Linked DNA regions of Mus musculus: region 1 is linked to region 2. Evidence: chromatin contacts called from public HiChIP or PLAC-seq data. All regions are on one chromosome and are shown on one strand. Each heading gives the region's core, a stretch centred on a gene start, on an enhancer-like site or on the middle of the called end of the contact. The rest is flanking DNA. Distances are from core to core; before and after follow the strand shown.

Region 1 (3,874 bases), core at 605-3,104, 150 kb before region 2:
ACTGATGTGGAGGACCCCAGAGCCGCACTCAGGTGAGCTGAGGGGAGCACCATGCAGGTGCTCACTCTACGCTGCCTAAACTCTCACTGTGTACAGGGTTGGCCGGCCACAGAATACTACGGTCCTCCAGAGCCAGGGAACAATTCTATTTATAAAATAATGGGGATATTTTTTGCCTTGTGGAAAAAAAAAGTAATTTCCATCTTTCAGGACACGAATTGCTACAGAAATGATTCTAAGCTCAAAAACTGGGTAGGAATAGTGCTCATCAGGGAGGGGCTGAGCAGTTCCATTGCCAGGCCCAGATAGTTACTAAGTGTGAGAGACATGAGGGCCAAGGGCTCTCATGGGTGTTGTTTTGCAAACAAGGCTGCACACGGCAATGACTTGGGGAGCTTTAAAAATTCCTGTACTGGGTCTCCTCCTCAGGAATTCCGACTTTGTTGGTTGGGTTTGAGCATCGCTCAGGATCTTTTACTCTCCCCCGGTGACTCTAATACACTACAAGGTTTGAGCCCCTCTGCACAGCCAGCCTCATAACTCACGTTCCTTAACACACTTGCGGCCCTGGGTGGTTCAACCCGGCTGCTGGCATACTTAACCTTGGCTGGCCGGAGTGCGGGGCCGAATGCGGTGTGTAGATACCAGATCGTCACATCATAAACACCCCTGCCCCTCCCTCAGGCAGAAACACTGACCTGTGAGGTAGGAAGCCCTAAGGTCAGAGGGGTTTCCAAGTCTGCCTGCCTGCCCCTCAGAGCCGGTTGGCAGTATCACCAAACATCACATTCAGGCCTGAGTTTCCAGTTCTGCAAAGAGGTTTGGGAGTGGGAATTAAAAGTCACCCCTGATAGAGTTGTTCTATGGGACAGGGCAGGGAAAGGCTGCTTGCTCCAGAGGAAGCTCTCTACAGTCAACTTTTACTGATTTAAAGAAGAGGCTTGGGAAGGGCAAGGGAGGGAGCAAGAGAGGGAGGACAAGAGGGACGGAGGGAGAGAGGGACGGAGGGAGGGAGGGAGGGAGAGAGAGGGGGAGAGAGAGAGAGAGAGAGAGAGAGAGAGAGAGAGAGAGAGAGAGAGAGAGAGAGAGAGAGAGAGAGAGAGGAAAAGAACTCAGGTCTTGTGTTGGCATAGTTCCCACCCAGGTAGGCCAAGAAACCCCCTGGGAGGCTTTTGAAAACACTGTTGTCTGCACCCAGCCTGGAAAAATTAAGTGGAACTTTCTGGAGTTGAGTCATTTGGAGCCCCAGGTTTTAAACCTCTAGGGGTGTCCAGTGTGCCCTGGGGCTGAGAAATGCTGGCCTGTAAGGATACATTCCTGACTGCTGAGCTGTGCACCTTCCTAGGGAGAGGAAGATGGGCCCTTCGACTAGCCTGCGGGTTGCCCAAGGCCACTGAGTCACAGCTAGACAAACAGATGCCCTCTTTTTGGTGGAGGTGAGGGCAATAAGACAGGGTTTCTTTCTGTAGCCCTGGCTGTCCTGGAACTCATTTTGTAGACCAGGCTGGCTTCAAACTCGCAGAGATCCACACCTGCCTATGCCTTCTGAGTGCTGGGATTAAAGGTGTGAGCCATCATGCCCAGTTAACAGAAACCCTTTCCTACCACTGAGCAGGATACAGAGTGCTTCAACCTTTTGGGGGAAGTACATATTCATATAACCTAGCCTTCCAGCCTCCCTTCTGATAAAGCACACAAAGACATTTATTGTTGGGTTATTAGCAAGGGGCCAGGTAAAAACCTGGTACAGAAGGTTCATAAATACAGATAGGACTAAATAGTGCATAGTGTGGGGTATTGTGTAGACTCGGGTGATCATGATTAAGACAGCAGCTTTTTATCAGCTGAGAACTGGAACAAACTAGTTATGGTCAAGGTCTCCTTGTTCTCAGCAGCTAATAGCATGAGTCCTAGCATATACCAGAAACCGTAGCTAGTCCCAAACCTTGTGATTCAGTGTGCAGTTGTCTTACCCAGGCACAAGTCACGTACCACAGCCATAACTTTCACAGTGCGGGTTACATCAGCAAAACTAGCAGGGATCTGCGTTTCTTCACGTTGTCACAGACAAGACTCACTCTTACAGTAGATCTTGGTAACATCAACGGGTTCTTCTCCATCTCCTCATTAAGTTGAGGACTCTCGCCTTTCAGTCAATGGGAGCACTTAAAGACTTCTCTCTGGTGTATTCAAACTGCTCAGTATGATTATCCTTGTTCTTGGGTCATGATTAAATAATATACCTGTCACACAGCATGGCACTGTGGCATGTGATAGCAGGCCTGACAACTGAGATCCGTCTGCTAAGTGACCCGAGAGAAGGTAGGTGAATACAATGTGGTACCCTGGACAAAGATATGTATGAGTCATACCCTAACTGGGGAGGAGAGGGCAGCGTGAGATCTCATCGCACCACTTGGAACAGTGGGCAGCTTATTACCTATAAATCATTTATCTATGGAATTTTCCATTTAATATTTTTCAACTAATATTAGCACTGGGTAATAAAAACTGCAGAAACTATAACTTCAGACGAGGAGAAACGGCTGCATATAAACCCTTTCCCCTCCCCCCCCCCATTATTAGGGAATTAAACAGAAGAACCCAGCCCTGTGTGTACATCTGTGCTTTTACATATTTGCTGTTTGTGACCACATGGAGGTGTGAATGATAAATATAGACCAAGGGTTTTAGTAATAATTATGTCAGTTTCCACAGTATTCTTCTAACAGCCTCCAATTTTATCCATGAACGATTGTAAGAGACCCCCCAAGGTAAAGTCTCATAGAAGGGGCAGTGGGGAGGGTCTTCCCTGATATCTCCCTCTCTTCCGCACATCTCAGTCCCTGTGTGTGTATTTCTGCCCTAACCTCATGTGGCCTTGGAATCTTTGAAGGTGCTAAAGCAGACAGTACAAGAAATTAATTGAAGAGGGGGTTCCACCTAGACAGCTATGGGGCTAAGAAGAGACTTCTGTAGTCCAGGTGCCTTGGGGCCACTGACCCTCATCCACGCTCTGTAAGTAAGCCTGATAAACTCATCGGCTCCCTAGACCGGGCTTCAGCAGGCTTGTGCTTGGGCTTGTTCCTGGTGCCCCGTTAAGGAGGAGGTAGAGTTGGACCGGGAACTTGTGCACGTTCCTTTCTGTTAACGCTGCACCATCTTTGTCCTGAGAGCAGGGCAGCGCACTCTTATCATTTAAGCAGGTAATAGAAACTGAAAAGCAAGCTCTGGGCCAAGACTACCTGGATTCAAAAGTTGACTTTGCATGTAGCAGGCAACGCTGGTCAACCTCTCCTCCACTCCCTCTCCTCTTCAGTAAAGAGGAGCCCACGTTGACACTGCAATTGTTGCCCCAAATTAGTCCTGCTACACATTGTGGATAATGCCTGCAGACTAGGCAGCAGGTTAGACAACGAACGCTGCTGTAAGAGACGCTTTACTTGAGCCACCATGGCAATGTGCTGGCTGCTGGTCCCACTGCCCCTCCTGTGGTAGTATGAGAAGGTGGGACATCGCTGAGGTGATGGAAGTGGAGCCTTCATGACTGGACAAAGAGGTGAACAATGGTCCAGAGCCACCGAGCTTCCCTCTCCATGTAGACACAGCAAGAGGGCAGCTACCTGTGGACTGTGAAGCCTACCTTCATCAAGCTGTCAATCTACTGATCCCTTGACCTTACCCCACCCCCAGAACTGTGAGGGTAAACAGTTTTGTATGAGCCTCCGAGGTTGTATTGTTTTATTATAGGAGTATGCATGGGCCAAGATAGCATATATGGACTCATTTCCACATCCAGCAACCTCGCTTCTGCTAGCCAGGGAGACAGCCTAAGCATCCTCTAGCAGAGAACACTGGCTCGCTCCAGCCTGCC
Region 2 (4,307 bases), core at 291-2,790:
ATAGGAAATGATCAGAATGAGCATTTCTCATAGAAGCTGTGTGGCATCTTCCTCTCTTTCCCATACATGCACACATTTACATTCACACACAGGATGGGATATCTATTCAGCTCTAAAATGTAATCGGGCTGTCATGTGGTCAACACAGATGGACCTGGGGCACATAATATTCAGGGAACTAAGCCAAGTACAGAAAGACAAACACTGCGTCTTTCACTCTGCTGAAAATGCTGAGCCCACAGAAGTAGAAACTAGAATGGTGGTCCAGAGGCTGGGAAAGGACCCAGGCACTGGGGGGAGGCATTAAAAAGAGTGGCTAGTGGATAGGATACGTAGTCTCAGCCAGACAGGAGGAAAGGGTTCGGATACTTCATTACACAGGACAATGTTCATAGCAGTATTCTATTGTATAATTCAAAGTAGTTAGAAGAGATTTTAAATTCCTTATCACAAAAAAAAATCATAAGAAACATAAATATCCGGAGAGATCAAAGGCACCCTATAGCGATGGACCATCAGCATCTGTCCAAACACACAGCTGCTGCCAGCACCATAAATGGGTGGCTGCCTCCCAACCCTGTCAGAGATCTGCTAGTTTAACTGGACTTTTAGCCCTTTGGAGCCATAAAGACCCCAGTCAAATTCCAGCTCTGTGACTCACTGAGATATGGAAGAACTAGAGACAGACCAGTCCTCTGGCCTGTGCAGACGCAGAAACAAAAGTGGCCGGCGGGGGGGGGGGGGGGGGGGGGGGAAGCTCCGGGAGCACTTCTATGTTGATGTTAATTAAGATGTGTTTAAATTATGTGCAAAGTGGGGCAGGCATGTGCACATGAGTGCAGGTGCCTGTGACAAACCAAGGACTCAGATGAGCCGGAAGCTGAAGTTGCAGACAGCTGGGAGCTGCCCCTCGTGCAAGAGCAGTACCGGCTCTTAAAGGCTGAGCCATCTCATCTGCCTGATGTTAATTCTTTAATATATAATTTTCAAAAATATTAACGTTGCATTTGGATAGTTGGTGTCTTTATGTAGTTTTTACAAAAATGGGTGTTAAAATACTAAGTAAACGTAAGATAGCTAGATTTGTGTGTCCGCAACTGGGGAGATGGAGTTTCAGAAATGTGCTAAGGACAGCCTGGGCTAAAAGACCTTAAATGCTTGGGGTCAAAACTCTGCAGCTATTCCCAGCTTGTGCACAAATGAAATCATTGCAAAGCCTTTGAAACAACTGCAGGACTTGGACAAGCACACCTCTGCCCTAGAGCATCACCCCTGGGGTCCTAAGCTCTGGCCTTGCTTTAAGAACTAACAGGAATCTAAGATGGTTCTGCTGTGTAGGGTGACAGCCTCTGCTACTCTGTGAAGGCGAGGCCTGGGGCGGGGGGGGGGGCGGGGGGCGGGGGTGTTTTCACAAAGAGTGCACTCTACTGTGTGCTGTGGGAATCTACAAGAAGTGTCCAGTTACCAGGGAAAAGGGGGAGAATGGCTCTGGGCTCAGGCACTGCCCGGCATGGTCCGCCGGCCAACTGTGCGGGTTTGTCGCCCCCTTCTGTCCCTTGTCGGAGACGGACATCGGTGCCCTGGAGGCTCACCGCGGGCGAGCTCTAGGTTAGGGTTGGATCTTGCAGAAAGGCACCTGAACCCTCAATGGCTAGAATCCAAGAAAGCAAAGGAAACCGAGTGGAGCCTAGAAGTGCCAACAAACCGCGTGGCTCTCAGTATTTCTCCCACGCCACTACACTGCTCACCTGAAGCCTGAGAAGAAGCAGGACCTGGGAAAAAAACTCCAAATCTCTTAGGGCAGTCACTCCTCTCTAGACTCAGAGTTCTTGGGTGTCCCCAAAGCAGAATTGGTTTCTGCGCTAACCCCAAAGGAGCCTGAACAAACACAGAAAAGCTTCCAGACATTCTGTAAGGATCAGCCAGTCAGCCTAGCAGTGACCTGGGGACCCCAGGAGTGGCTCAAAGGGATATGGGCTTTAGACAGGGTCCTTGTTCTCCAGGAACTTTCTAGAGAGGGAGAGGGGAGGGAGGGAGAAAGGAGGGGGGAGAAAGGAGAAAGGGAGAGGGAAAGAGGGAGAGGGAGAAGGGGAAGGAGGAGGGGAGGGAGGGAGAAAGGAGGGGGGAGAAAGGAGAAAGGGAGAGGGAAAGTGGGAAAGAGGGAGAAGGGAAAGGAGGAGGGGAGGGAGAGGAGAGAGGGGAGAGGAGGGGGGAGGGGAAAAAGGAGGAGAGGGGAGGGGAGGGAGAAAGGGTGAAATGGCCAGTGGTACTTGCTACCATTTACTGAGCCCAGCAATTTGCCTCCATTCCCCAGAGAAACAGCAATGCTGTAGGTCAAAAACCTACCCCAGTAGAAGAGGAGTAAAGATGGAGGGACTGAGGTTCACAGAGACCAGAGAGCACAATTAAAGCAAAAGGCCCAGTCTTCAGCCCTGACTGGTCCCAACCCCACGCTGTCCACTAGCATTGTCCGATTACACACATGGAAGGTAGACATAGAGGACACGCGCCCTGGGTGACAGTGGTCACCCTGGGTGACAGGCTGGTGGGTGGGGTACGGTGAGAATGTGCAAATGTTTAACTCCTGTCTTTCAAAACAAACAAGGGTCAGTGGGTCTGGAGAAATGGCTCAGCCATTAGGGTGCTTGCTGTTCTTCCTTCCAGAGAACCAGGGTCGGCTGCTCACACACACACACACACACACACACACACACACACACACACACCACAGAATTGAAATTTAATCATAAAAGAAGTTTTTGAAGTCCAAAATACATTGGTAGAATGTTGTTAGTAAGACTATTTTAAGGACCAAAGGTAGATTAGAGTCTTTGCTCAACAGCCACCTGTCCTTGATTTTATTCACAGCTTGCTCTCTCACGGGCATGCTCTCTCTCTCTCTCTCTCATTCTAGTAAAATGTTAATTGTGAAAGTGTTGATATTTATTCATTTTGGGTTAAAGATAACAGGCTGTTCGTTATCTTATTTTCTGTGTGGCTCTATATTTAATTTTTTTCCTAACTGATATTTCCAGAGAAGAAGCAGAGATGATGAGTGTCTTCATGTGACATGGTGACACCAGTGCGGCCACTCAGCTGTCACAGAGCTTCACCGGCCCAGGCCTCACTCTGCATGAGCAACCCTTCTGTCTGGGGACTTTTGAGCAGTTGACAAACATGAATTAATGGCACCTCCTGTCACCTCCTAAAAGTCAGAAGGGCACGTGACAGACTGGTGGAGACCGTGCCTGGCCTGACCTCACACTGACAGTTACAAGCTGAATTGAGAGTGCATCTGAGACTCAGGCTCCAGCCTGAGCAGAGCTGAGGTAGCGTCTCCCCACATGCTGTAATAGCTTCAGGGTGCAGTGTGGCAAGATGCCAGCCTTCCCACCCTCACATCAAGCCCTGGTGAAGATGTCTCCTTCCATAGGCAAATGGAGATCTCCTTCAGGAACAGCCATGTCCTCTGGTCCTCTATCTTACATGCACAGCCAGGCTTGTGTAAATGCTGGGCTTGCGGTGGCATAGAATAGCTGTTTTTCTGTGACCACCTCAAGAAGAGCAGGCACCTATTTGCATGAGGACAGTCATGGGAATTTGTGGGGAGCCTGGTGAGAGACCCCCTAATCCACAGTCCCACAAGTCTGTGGGCTTTAGTTGTACAGGCCCAGAACCCAGTCTTAAATTCTTTTTTTTTTTAAGATTTATTTATTTATTATACGTAAGTACACTGTAGCTGTCTTCAGACACACCAGAAGAGGGCATCAGATCCCATCACAGATGGTTGTGAGCCACCATGTAGTTGCTGGGATTTGAACTCAGGACCTCTGGAAGAGCAGTCAGTGCTCTTAACTGCTGAGCCATCTCTCCAGCCCCAGTCTTAAATTCCTGTCTATCCACCTGTGGCATCGAGGCCAAGGTCCGGCGAGGACGGCAAGGGCTGATTGTTCTCTCTGACCTTGCTTCTCAGTCTCACGTGCACAGCTCTTGACAGACTGTTGGGAGCCGCGCCCACATTCGCCGTTACAAGATGGCGCTGACAGCTGTGTTCTAAGTGGTAAACAAATAATCTGCGCATGTGCCGAGGGTGGTTCTCTACTCCATGTGCTCTGCCTTCCCCGTGACGTCAACTCGGCCGATGGGCTGCAGCCAATCAGGGAGTGACACGTCCGAGGCGAAGGATAATTCTCCTTAATAGGGACGGGGTTTCGTTTTCTCTCTCTCTTGCTTCTTGCTCTCTTGCTTCTTGCACTCTGGCTCCTGAAGATGTAAGCAATAAAGTTTTGCCGCAGAAGATTCTGGTC

What was found. HiChIP or PLAC-seq counts read pairs in DNA pulled down with a chosen protein or histone mark.
Region 1: a FOXA1 HiChIP or PLAC-seq map of pancreatic cancer cells shows a contact between it and region 2. The contact joins two enhancer-like sites. A contact is called at or near these places in 2 of 484 Hi-C or Micro-C datasets (embryonic fibroblasts and nephron progenitors) and 2 of 115 datasets of contacts at active chromatin or transcription factors (bone marrow-derived dendritic cells and pancreatic cancer cells).

What each region holds. Positions count from the first base shown.
Region 1 is chr1:181,423,056-181,426,929 of GRCm38.p6, reverse strand. The region is part of intron 3 of Cnih3 (cornichon family AMPA receptor auxiliary protein 3); the gene reads right to left. Among named protein-coding and RNA genes, the nearest start is that of Cnih3, 72 kb to the right of the region's middle. Within about 2 kb of position 1,854, at least 31 of the 459 cell types and tissues checked have an H3K27ac peak or open chromatin away from gene starts, as enhancers often do. A contact at or near this core is called in pancreatic cancer cells, where this site is marked.
Region 2 is chr1:181,270,299-181,274,605 of GRCm38.p6, reverse strand. No RefSeq gene overlaps it. Among named protein-coding and RNA genes, the nearest start is that of Gm39718, 15 kb to the left of the region's middle. Within about 2 kb of position 1,540, at least 44 of the 459 cell types and tissues checked have an H3K27ac peak or open chromatin away from gene starts, as enhancers often do. A contact at or near this core is called in pancreatic cancer cells, where this site is marked.